Linked DNA regions of Oryctolagus cuniculus: region 1 is linked to region 2. A link is a contact called in public Micro-C data. All regions are on one chromosome and are shown on one strand. The core of a region is the stretch at or near the end of the contact, and the rest is flanking DNA. Distances in the headings are between cores, read along the strand shown.

Region 1 (5,360 bases), core at 1,554-4,053, 140 kb before region 2:
AACGAGAGCTTTGGTGGAACAAGCCATATCTAAATGTCTAGTCTTCTTGGAAGATTTGCTTTTATACTGGGAGATGCAGCTGGAAAGCCCTCCTGCGTCTTCAACCTGCCTCCTTTTCACCTCCAGTTTGCTAAGCACTTTTCAAGAATATCCATTTAGCTTAGATCAGCTTTGACTGACATTCTGCTTAGTTCTCAGAGATTGATCTATCTGCAGAAAAACCTTAAGGGTCTCAAAACAGTACCTCAATCATTTCACTGAGAGTTTTCAAGAAATAAAAGTCACGATAATAGTACTCAATACAGTAGAGCCAGGGATAAACTTTTAAAGATTCTTCATAAGATGTATGAACACATGTCTTTCAGATCTAACTCCATAGTGAATGCATGAGTTAGTCCTGCAAAAAAAACTAAAAACATCCAAATGTAGTCCAAAGCTTCCAAGTGCCTGGCACAAAACAGGATTTGATTGTGCATTCTTCCACACATGAAAGAAACTATTTCCATGAAAAAATAAAAAGTCCTGTCTATGGATATGTTACCAACTATTACAGGCAAACAAGGAATCAGCAAGAATGATCCTTGGAGAGGCCTGAGTAGTGACATAGCGAGTTAAGCCACCCCTTGCAATGCCAGCATTCCATATTGGAGTCCTGGCTGCTCTGCTTCTGATCCAGCTTCCTGCTAATGTACTTGGAAAGTGATGGCACAAGTACTTGTGACCCTGACACCCATGTGGGAGACCCAGGTGGAGTGCCTGACTCCTGGCTTCAGCCTAGATCAGATCTGGCTGTTGCAGCCATTTGGAGGACTGAACCAGAAGATGGAAGCTCTCTCTCTCTGTTGCTCTGCCTGTCAAGTAAATAAATAAATCTTTAAAAATAATCCCTGGGCCTTATAAAAAATACTGACATTTCAGCACTCTTTCTCATGTTTCCCTTTGGGAAACATGCAATGTTGAACAGGCAGCTTTTCTTTCATTTTCTTTGTGCCAGAGTCACTGGGAACACTTTATATTTTAGTCACATTTTCTTCTTCATAGAGGGTAGGGGACATTCTTTATACTGCTTCTGTGCCAAACTGTGTTGGTATTTCATCTGGGAAAGAAAGAGTTAAGTTCTGGGGCATTTTATTTCTCCCCAAGTTATAACACATATGTTGTTGGAGGGTTACTTGTCATCCAAAGAGTGAAGCCTGACCACTTCTTACTCTGTGTTATGTCACTTCCTGGAGATGTCAGAAGGCGGTAGGCAGGCAGCACCTTCTGCTTGAACATCTCCCTGGGTGTAACCAATTCATCTGTAAATGTAGGGAGCTTTTTGAGCTTCATTTAAAAGCCACAGGTAGCTTGTCCATTAACCAAATACCCCCAAACATATATTTGAGCTTTCCTCTTTTTTCTTTTCTAAAAAGCAACACATCTTTCATACTTTGAAAGTTATGCAGAGGTATCACAATAATCCCAACCCACACATGTGGTGTATGAAGGAGAATCACTGCTTTCTGAAGGCTAGGAAAAGGAACAATTAAGCGGAGAGCAGAATCAAACCCAATTTTCCCATTCATCTTTATTAAAAGCATCTGGCTAATGACTTCTAGCAGGCAAACAATGTCATTTATTTAAAAAGTAATTCGTGGGCTATCCCTTTAGGTTATTTGCTACATCAATCAGTAACTTTATGTGTTTTCTTTGATGAACAGAAAACGGTCTTTGGCTTTCTGTCTTTTCACTTTGATACCTTTGTTAGTATCAGAAATGAGTTAGCTGTAGACCGGTCCAAATGAAAAATGCACCGTTCTCATTTTTCTAGACAAACCACAAAGATATTACAGGTATACTTCAAGTTTGTTATTCCAAAAAAAATTCTTCTACATCTATATTATTTAGTGGCAGGTATAAGAGATCAGAGACCCCTTATAAACAAGCACATGTTCAAACTCTTGCCTTAGGTTCTCTTCTGCCAGGAAACCAGCCAGACATCCTCCACTTACCTCACTCCTTATGTAGCTGTTAGGAAACTTGCTTGACACACAAGCCTTCTGAGAACTGCAAAGCTGGGCCGCAACTCTGGGCAGTTATGTTCCCTTTCTTGCCTTTTCTAGGTCAACAGCTGCAGACTGTAGCAGTAACACCCAATCTTTAGCCACACAGAGCTACAGCGCAGGGAAAGTCCTCCCAAGACCATCTTTATTTTGTTGGATTTAACAAGGTACCCGACAAGTTTCACATGGAATGGGCCTGAGACGAATTAAGCCGCAGGATGTGAGTTTAGTATTCCTGTTTGGAGGCAGGAATCCTCCTCAGTGCCTCATTTGTGGTCATCCTGCTTTCCTCCCCACCACTTTCCTAGCCCTGGAGTCATGGCGGGGCCTTCTAATAAACCAGTAAATACAGCGTTGCCTGAGGAGAACGGTTTTTAAAAGGAAAGCTTCGCGCTGAGAAGTTCCCAAGGCAAAGTGAACCCTGTAATATCACCTATCTTTACAACTAGGAAAATTGTCAATTTTGAGAAGATTTCAAGAAGTGTCAGTGTGCTCGCCGCAGTCAACACTGAGCGTCTTCCTCCTCTCTAATTTACCACCAGCTCCTCCAGTAACCACCGGATCCACGAAGCCGCTTGCCTGCTAACAGCAGACAAGCAAAGCAGCGCGGGCAGAGCCGGGCCTCCAGCCTGCAGCCTCTTCCGCCACGCCCCCAAGAGGGGCGGGGCGGCTTCCCAGCTCCTAGCCCGCAGAGGCGGGAAAGGGGGCGGGTCACAGTGACGTTTCCCAGGAAGTCTACCCTGGTTGGAGAGAATGTAGAAAAGACATGGCGGCGGAAAGGAGGCGGGGTCTAGTTTCCTTGGTGATGGGTTGCCCGGCGGTCGCCTGGTAACGGATCGCGACCGTCCTGGCTAAGGCGGCGCAGGCGGCGCAGGCGGCGCAGGCCGCGGAGGTCTGCGAGGCAGAGCCCAAGGCGGGCTCCTACGGTTTCTTCCGCGATGGCTGCTGCCGCGGCAGTGGTTACGCCGTCGGGTTTAGAGGATGGGGGGTCTCGGTCTCGCGGCGAAGGAGCCGGGGAGGTGGTCGTGGAGCGGGGCCCCGGCGCCGCCTACCACATGTTCCTGGTGATGGAGGACTTGGTGGAGAAGCTGAAGCTGCTCCGCTACGAGGAGGAGTTCCTCCGGAAGAACAACCTGAAGCCCCCGTCCAGGTGGGTGTTCTGGTGCCGGCTGGGCCCTGGGGGCCTGTGTTGGGTCCTGCGCCGAGCGAAGGTTAGCGAGCCCTTGCTCCCATCTTCGCAGCCGGGAAAGGGCTGTGCACCCGAAATTGGGCGACCGAGGGCCGTGGAGCTCACGGAGCTGAGACGAGGTATATTTGTAGAGAGAGTAAACAAGTTCTGGAGCAGCAGAAGGGGCTGGAAGACAACATGCGCGTCCTTTAAAATTCGCATCTCCGCAAAACACAAACTTTGCCTTTTCTGGTTATAAAGGAGAGGTAAACACTCTTTGTTGAAAAGTCAAAAGTAGAAAAATACTAAATCACCCGCCATCTCATCTGCAGAGAGAACCGCTGCCATCATCTAGTGCTGTTCCTAGTTTGTTTTCTTTGGGAAACCCTTCCCTACAACTGGCCGCCTCGCTGAGTAGCACTTTGCATGCAGTTCATAAACTTGTGGGCTCGACTGCGATGGCTTGGATAGCAACAGCAGGCTGTTCAGAAACTGAGTCGTGGCAGACAAATGAATCAACAGCTGTCGGAATTGCCCTCTTAGCACAGAACCCCAAACACCTCTGCACTTGTTCTGGTGGGGAAAAGTCCGTGGTCACCTGATGGCAGGACCATCAGTGGCGAGGGTAACGGACAGCTAGCACTTTCTCGTCTAATCGCTGCAGCTTAGTGACAGCCAGATAGATTTCAGAGCTTTTTCTCTTACCGCTTAGATTTTTCTGCTTTATTCTCTAAGAGGCGAGTAGGATGAAGAAGCTTTGGTATTTCACTTAACGTCAGCCGTTTACCCCAGATAATATCCCTTGACAATTTTAATCTCATTCCTCTGCTGTGTTCTAGTAACTGGAATTGCAAGATATGTAGGCTTTATTATATGTTATCCATTTTGCTAAGTTATTGTATACTAGGAGAAAAGTTAGAGAAAAAGTGTTGCTCGATCTGTGATGGATGGGCTTGGGGTTGTAAATGAATGGATCAGGATAATTCAGACAGCTAAGATTCTGTAGTAATAAAAATGCATTTTTTTTCCATATGTCTTTGTCAACTGAAGGAAACTGGCTTTGAAGTTCTATTAACATTATCTCTGTGCTGTTTCCTTGGAGATTCAGCAGGATACTTGGAATCAAGGATTGTTGTGGAAATGCCCTAGTCTCATGTTTGTCAAAGTGTGATCAGCAGCATCAGCATTGCCTAGGAACTTACTGGAAATGAATTTCCTCAGGTCCTTTCCTAGGTCTACCTTTTCAGAAACTCTAGGTGTGGTTTCTAGCAGCATGTGTTTTAAACAGCCTTGCAGGTGATTCTGGGGCACGGTAATTTTTGAGAACCCCTGACCAATAGCCTACAGGATTTATCAGTATCCATTCCTCTGTCTTTGAGGAATTATCAGTCAATAAGAAAAAGACAAGTTGTTGGTGCGTGGGTGGTTTGAGAGGTTTTGAGCGCATACCTGGAAGGATTTCAAGGCCTTTTTAAATTCTCCCTTTTCTTTTAGCTTATTTGGAGAACATGAAGAGGTAGAACACTGGTGCTTATTGCAGTGGTTTTGTTAGTTATAAATACACTATAAACGTGGTAGTGTTAGCTACACATAAAAAAGCAAATAAAAACTCTGGGATCAAATTGGCTTGCATGTTGCTGCTAGCACATTTTAGTCCTATCTTTAGGTGTAAATTACACTCATCTTCAGAGGACTGTTTTTTGTAGACTAAGGGATTTAATAAAAGTTAGACTGCGGTTGTGACACTGAGACATTCTTAATCCTGGCTGTACCTTAGAAACATCCAAAAGCTTTTGAAATGTACCCATCCTATGTCTTCATTCCCAGAAGTTCAGATTTCATCTACTGAGGAGCAAAGGAGTAATGTTTAGCTGAGTAGCAATAGTTTTAAGAGTTCCTCAGGTGATCCGAATTCGCGTACAAGATGGAAACAGCCGTTTAACATTGCTGATGGCTTAGAAACCCTAAAAATGTAGAGTGAATAATTCTTAAAGATTTTTGTTAAACCCTGAAGGTATTTTATTTCAAATTACCATTTTCAGAAGGCACTAATTATTCTTGACATATGTTTTGGCAAAAGTTCCACGTGTTTTGTTTTCTAGCATGCACTGTATTTCCTGGGTGTGAGGTCTTTGATCTCATATTTTGTG
Region 2 (5,379 bases), core at 827-3,326:
TTACTGTCCCATCTCTAAAATGGGGGCCGTAGTACTTACTTTTGCAAGGCTGTTATGGAGAGTAATATAGGAAATACGGCTAATGTGCACTACTTCTGTTCAAAACTTATATGGAGGAGCCTCTCTTGCCTCCTCTGAAGAAATTCCTTACCAACGATAGGACAGGCTCAAATTCCAAATCAAAACGCTTGGGAAAGTGAGGAGGGAAAACTTTTAGGTGGTTACATACTGGAGAAATGAACCTGGGTTGCCTAAGAGAGAAGATATCTAAATGCAGGCAGGTTGCTGTGGGTCACCCCTCCTGGATTAGGCCTCCTCTTGCCCCATCACCAAGGCATACTTCAGACAGATTACTCTGAGGAGTGGTGCTGGTCACACAGGGGGCCTATTCCACTGTGCATACATAAAGATATGAAGTACAGAGCTTCAGTCGCTCCCCTGTAGAACAGAACTCTACTGGGTATCTCTACCCCTGAAAGTTGGGGCCAGGCCTTTTCAGGCACTCTTCAGTTTTTGGGGGGGTTGGTTGGTTAAAGGGACAGCTGACAGCCTTATTTAGCCAACCAGCTGCTCTGGGAAACACAGTGTCCCTAATGCTCAAAGTCTGGTGGATGATTCTTTTGTATCCATGTAAGCAGCAGTTGGAGGAGAATCGATCAGTCCCTTTGGTAGCCTCAGGGTGGCAAGGCAGCCATTCAAATCATTACCAGCACAATTATTAACCATTGTTTTACTGGGATGTCTGCTAGATAATTGTTTTTTTGCTTTTTCAATCATTAAAAAAATCAATTTTTAACAGAGTACCGCTTGCCTCAAGCCACATCAACACGTAGAAGATCCCTTCCGTTTGTCCAGTTGAATGCAGTGTCTGGGAGGAGGGAATACTTAAAGTGTGCGTGTGCGCTGCTCTCCCCCCTCTCTGATTTTGAAGAACTAATGCTGTGGGCACGCGGCCCACACAAAAATACATTTACAGTAAAAAGTTACAGAGTATCCAATACCCTACTACAAGGTATCCCAGACGTGGCGATTTTACTTCCTGAATTTTATGACTGTGGAGATGGGATGCTTGGGAAGAGACGCTCTGGGCACAGGGTTTGGGGAAGGGAGATGTTGTAGTGAGAAACTGCTTTCTTTTCTAGCGGGTAAGAAAAACAGTCAAGGGAGTGGACATGATACGCACCCCATTAGGGCAGCCGCCAGAGCCTGACTTTTTGACAAGGGAGTTCATCATTCAGGATAAATGTTAAAGGTAGCTTGAAAGGGCTTTCGCTCCAGGATGAAGGATGTGGTCTGGGTGATTCAGTGTTCTATTCAAAGGCATTGTCCATCTTGTGACTTGCAGCCACATTCTGAAGCCGTTTTTCAAGCAGGCAATAGCCAAACAGCGCACAGGCCTGCACGTGTTGCCTTTGGAAGCCAGGCTCGGTGACACCGCTGGTACGCATGTCCTTATTCATCCCATTGTAAAATGTTTATCACCAGAGAATGCAACTTGCTCGGCTAACCCTACGCTGAGGATAAAAACACGAACAAAGTGAGAAAGAGGGAAGAGTGGCCAGGAGAGCGAGCAGAGTCCACGGGGGACAAGAGGGCGGCAGCTCCCGCTGGCAGGGTCCCGACCTCAGGGGCGGTGCCCTGGGGCTCACTGACCGCGGGCTGGGGGTGCGACGTCCCCACGCAGGGGTGCGCCCTGGGCGCGGCGGCAGCTTTTAGAGGGAACTGAGTGCGGCCGAGAATGGAGAACGCGGCCGAGGGACGCGCGCAGACAGACTTCGGGCCGCAGAGAGAGGCCAGGGCTGGTGCGGAGCTGCGTGCGGCTGCGAGGTCGCGGTGCGGAGCGCCCAGCGGTCCGCGAAGCGCGAAGGCGGCAGTGATGCTAGGAGGGCGGACAATGGGCCCGGGACTGTGTGTGGAGGCCGGCAGGGAGAAGCCGGTGAAGGCTGAACAACACCAGGGAACCGGGCGGGGCGGCAGGGGCGGCGCGACGCGACCTGCCCAGCCCCGCGCGCCACGCCCTAAAGCGGGCTCTGGGCTACGGCGTGGCGGGAGCCGGGACTGAAGCTACGAGTGGGACGGGCGGGGCGGAGTGCGCGTGCGCGGCCCGGGCGGGCGGGGGAGCGGTGGCAGCGGCGGGAGCGAGCGTGCGCGCCGCCAAAGGCTGCCTGGGCGGCCGGTCCTTGCTGTGTGGCTGTTGCCCACCTCGCCTGCAAGGAGGCGGCAGCGGCTTCTCCAGACACCTGCGGCGGCGGCGACCCCCGGCGGCGCGGCGATGTGGCCTTTGGTGGCGGCGCTGTTGCTGGGCTCGGCGTGCTGCGGTGAGTAGCTCCTGGCTCCCAGCCCTGGCTTGAGTCTCTGCGCCCCCGCGGGCGCCCCCGCAAGCGTGGGGGCTGCGCTCGGGCCGCCCCGGGGAGCCCGCCGAGGGTGGCCGGGGCGCGGGCCCTGCGCGCCAGGAGTGCGGACGCGGGAGCGCCCCCTCCTTCCTCCCCTGCCTCCTTTTCCTGGTCTTCCCCTCCCCGTGGGCGAGAGCGGGGCTCGTCTCCTTCCCCCCGCTCGCCACCTCCGAAAGCACGCACCGAGCACGACTCCGAACCGCGCACCTCGCCCAGCGCAGCTGTGAAGAAGCGGAGGGCGCCGTCGGAGGCGAGGGGGTGGCCGCTGTCAGGGACCCGCGGCTTCGCACCCGCTCCGGGCTCGGTGCGTGGATGCTCCGGGGATTGAAGGAGGCAGAGTGGGAGGGCCGGGCCTCCGGAGGGGGAAGCGCGCATTCTGGCCAAGTGGCCGGGTCGGGGTGGGTGCTGTTCGTCCTCCCACACGCACGCAGGAGCGAAGGGGACGCAGAGGACGCGCTCAAGTTTTCATTTCCATCGCGGCGTTGAATCAGGAGAAATCTATCTTCTGGCCGTGTATTTTCTGTTGTTGTTTTCAATCCTAAAAATAAGCTTCCTCGAAACTCTTTCCTTTCTCGTGACTCCCTACGCCCCATCAGCCGCTGTTAAAGCCACATTCCAAATAGTACCTTGGAGTTCCCCCTCTCTATTTGGGCAGCCGTTTGAAAGTTACCCCTATTTTGCCTGAAATATGAACATGGGAATCTCAAGTAAAAACACACATGCCGCAGTGTGGGATTTGACGTCTTTCCACACTGGAACGATTTTGCCCCTTGCCCCCAGAGCTTCTGGAATCCATTTCGCCTTTTTTTTTTTTTTCTTTCTCTTTTCCTTTTCAAACCTGTGCTTCTATTATAAAAACTGAAGAGGCAATAGAAATTTTCATGAGTCTGCACTGTCTGTCACCCCTGGTATCTATGGAGCCTTTTGTGAACTTTTTATAAGATTCAGAATCGAGTATGAGTACCAGGAAACAGCGATTGCTACGTTTATCCTAGAATGCTGAGTTAATTCGATTTCAAATTGATTAGGCTCTATGTGCCATTCACAGAGGACCTTGGCTTGGAGCTGTTTCCCAGATGCCTGCGCACCACTTTTCCCCTCCCTAAGCCTCCTGGGAGGTTGGAGCTTGTAATAATCAAGACCTCTATTATCTAAATGGTTAATATTTCCTGTCATCTCTAGTGGGCTTGTTACCATTACTATTATTGTAGCTAAAATAATACTGCTTTGCAATACCTGTTTAATCAGAACCTTCATATTGAACCAGGTATAAATATGTAACAGAACATCACTGATTCAGACCATCAGCAGCAAAATGAGTCAGAATAGTATAAACCGTAAACCACGTACTGTTTTAAAAACAGGGGTTCTAATTTCAGGTCGAGTAGAAAGAACTGTTGTAATGGTGCTTTGGGGATAAGAATTCTGTTAAGCATTCTTATAGAATGTTCAGATCATGTTTAGTTAGAGCTCATTTAGATACAATATTACAAACTTGCGTTCAGCATTTATAGTAATTTTTTGTATTTGTAAATATAATGCAAGCGTCATGCATTTAAGTTGTGTTAAGTGTTGAATATAAAAGAGGAAGTTTTCGTGTTTCTCATAAGATAAAATGGATGTTTGTGTGTTTAGCATGTACCTTCAGGAGGCCACGTTTGAAGAGATGTTAACAGTCTCAGAACACAAGTGAGATGTCAGCCTTAGGATTTGGAAGAAGGAATGCAGGCTGTAGAAGAAGGAAGCCGTGGATTTGTGCTGAACTTTTGCTTTTGCTTTCATTTTCATTTATAATGCACTAATATTCAGAGTCCGTTTCCTGGTATCTACTACAGTTTTGGTGACCTTTCTGAAAAAAGAAATGGTATCACATACTCATTTCCTTCCATGACAGACAAACTGCAGCCCACTATAATGATTTACAAGATGTGGAGTCAATTACTGTGTTCCTTTCTAGTCTCCCACTCCCCACCTTTATTCAAAAGCACAGCAGTAGTTTCAGTAGTATTCACCAACTAATAAGAAACAAAACAAAAACAAAGAGACAAACCTTAAGTAAAGGACAGTGATATGAACTGTATTTGTAGTGGTTGAATGATTTTTCTTTGTTTAAAGTGGGTTTTTAAAATTAGAGGTACCCATGATTAATTTTTTAAAAACACGAAATATTTGTGTTGCCTAAGTCTGCTAATAATTTGACTTTTTAAAGTAAAATTATTTTTTATCCTAAAGAATATATTCATTTTAAATGCAGGATACCATGGCACAAAAGTAAATGCCTGTTTAATAGTCCTTATTTATGGGACTGTCCCAGTAGTTGAGAGACAGTGTGTTAAAGCATTACATTAAATGCCTGCCATTAGGACACTTGCTCATGCTGTCATCTGTATTTTGGCAGATGTCTTATATTTGCCACTGAGTTGCTAATGGATATTTGAAAAAGCAGGTTCTAAAGATGAAAAAAATAGATGTTTTGCCCCTCAAATTGATAAATATTCTAATTCTAAAATAATCATATTATCAAAATGAACTGTGCATTCCTTAATGTGAATTCAGCTATACCTAATAAAGGCATTGTTTTAATATAGTATTTTTGTGTGTGTGATATAATTTTTAGACAACCACTTTACCTTTTAGGTTTTTGCTATTACAGCTTTTTATATAGGATAAAAATTTTTGTCTCAGCCTAACAATGCACTCTTGGGTTATCAGAAAGTAACTTTTCGCTTTGTATACTAGTACAGACATTTCTTCTGTGATAAAATAACAAGCTATAAGATCAGTTTGCTAAAAATACAGAGCACCCAGGAAACCTGATTTTGATTAACCTAGACTAACAATAGATCCTGGATTTTACCTCTTAGTTGTTACCTGGAATTGAAACAGAAAGTAGAATCTCTGTGCTGTCATGAGATTTTCAGTGTGAGTCCATGGAGTAGTTACCTAAGACTCAGAATTCAGTCATCCCTAAGGTTTAAGATTGAGA

What was found. A called contact is a pair of places that touch in the nucleus more often than the background predicts.
Region 1: a Micro-C map of ear pinna shows a contact between it and region 2, with 4 times the contacts expected there. The contact joins the promoter of IFT57 here to the promoter of LOC100355470 in region 2. A contact is called at or near these places in 3 of 6 Hi-C or Micro-C datasets (ear pinna, skin fibroblasts and an unstated tissue).

The regions. Positions count from the first base shown.
Region 1 is chr4:63,462,755-63,468,114 of mOryCun1.1, reverse strand. It overlaps IFT57 (intraflagellar transport 57), which reads left to right and starts at 2,803. Exons shown (of 11, transcript XM_002716719.5): 1 at 2,803-3,192. The coding sequence starts at 2,981. LOC103350624 (HHLA2 member of B7 family) reads right to left here and starts at 2,705. Exons shown (of 3, transcript XR_011387860.1): 1 at 1,992-2,705.
Region 2 is chr4:63,319,104-63,324,482 of mOryCun1.1, reverse strand. It overlaps LOC100355470 (leukocyte surface antigen CD47), which reads left to right and starts at 2,076. Exons shown (of 11, transcript XM_008266998.4): 1 at 2,076-2,318. The coding sequence starts at 2,273.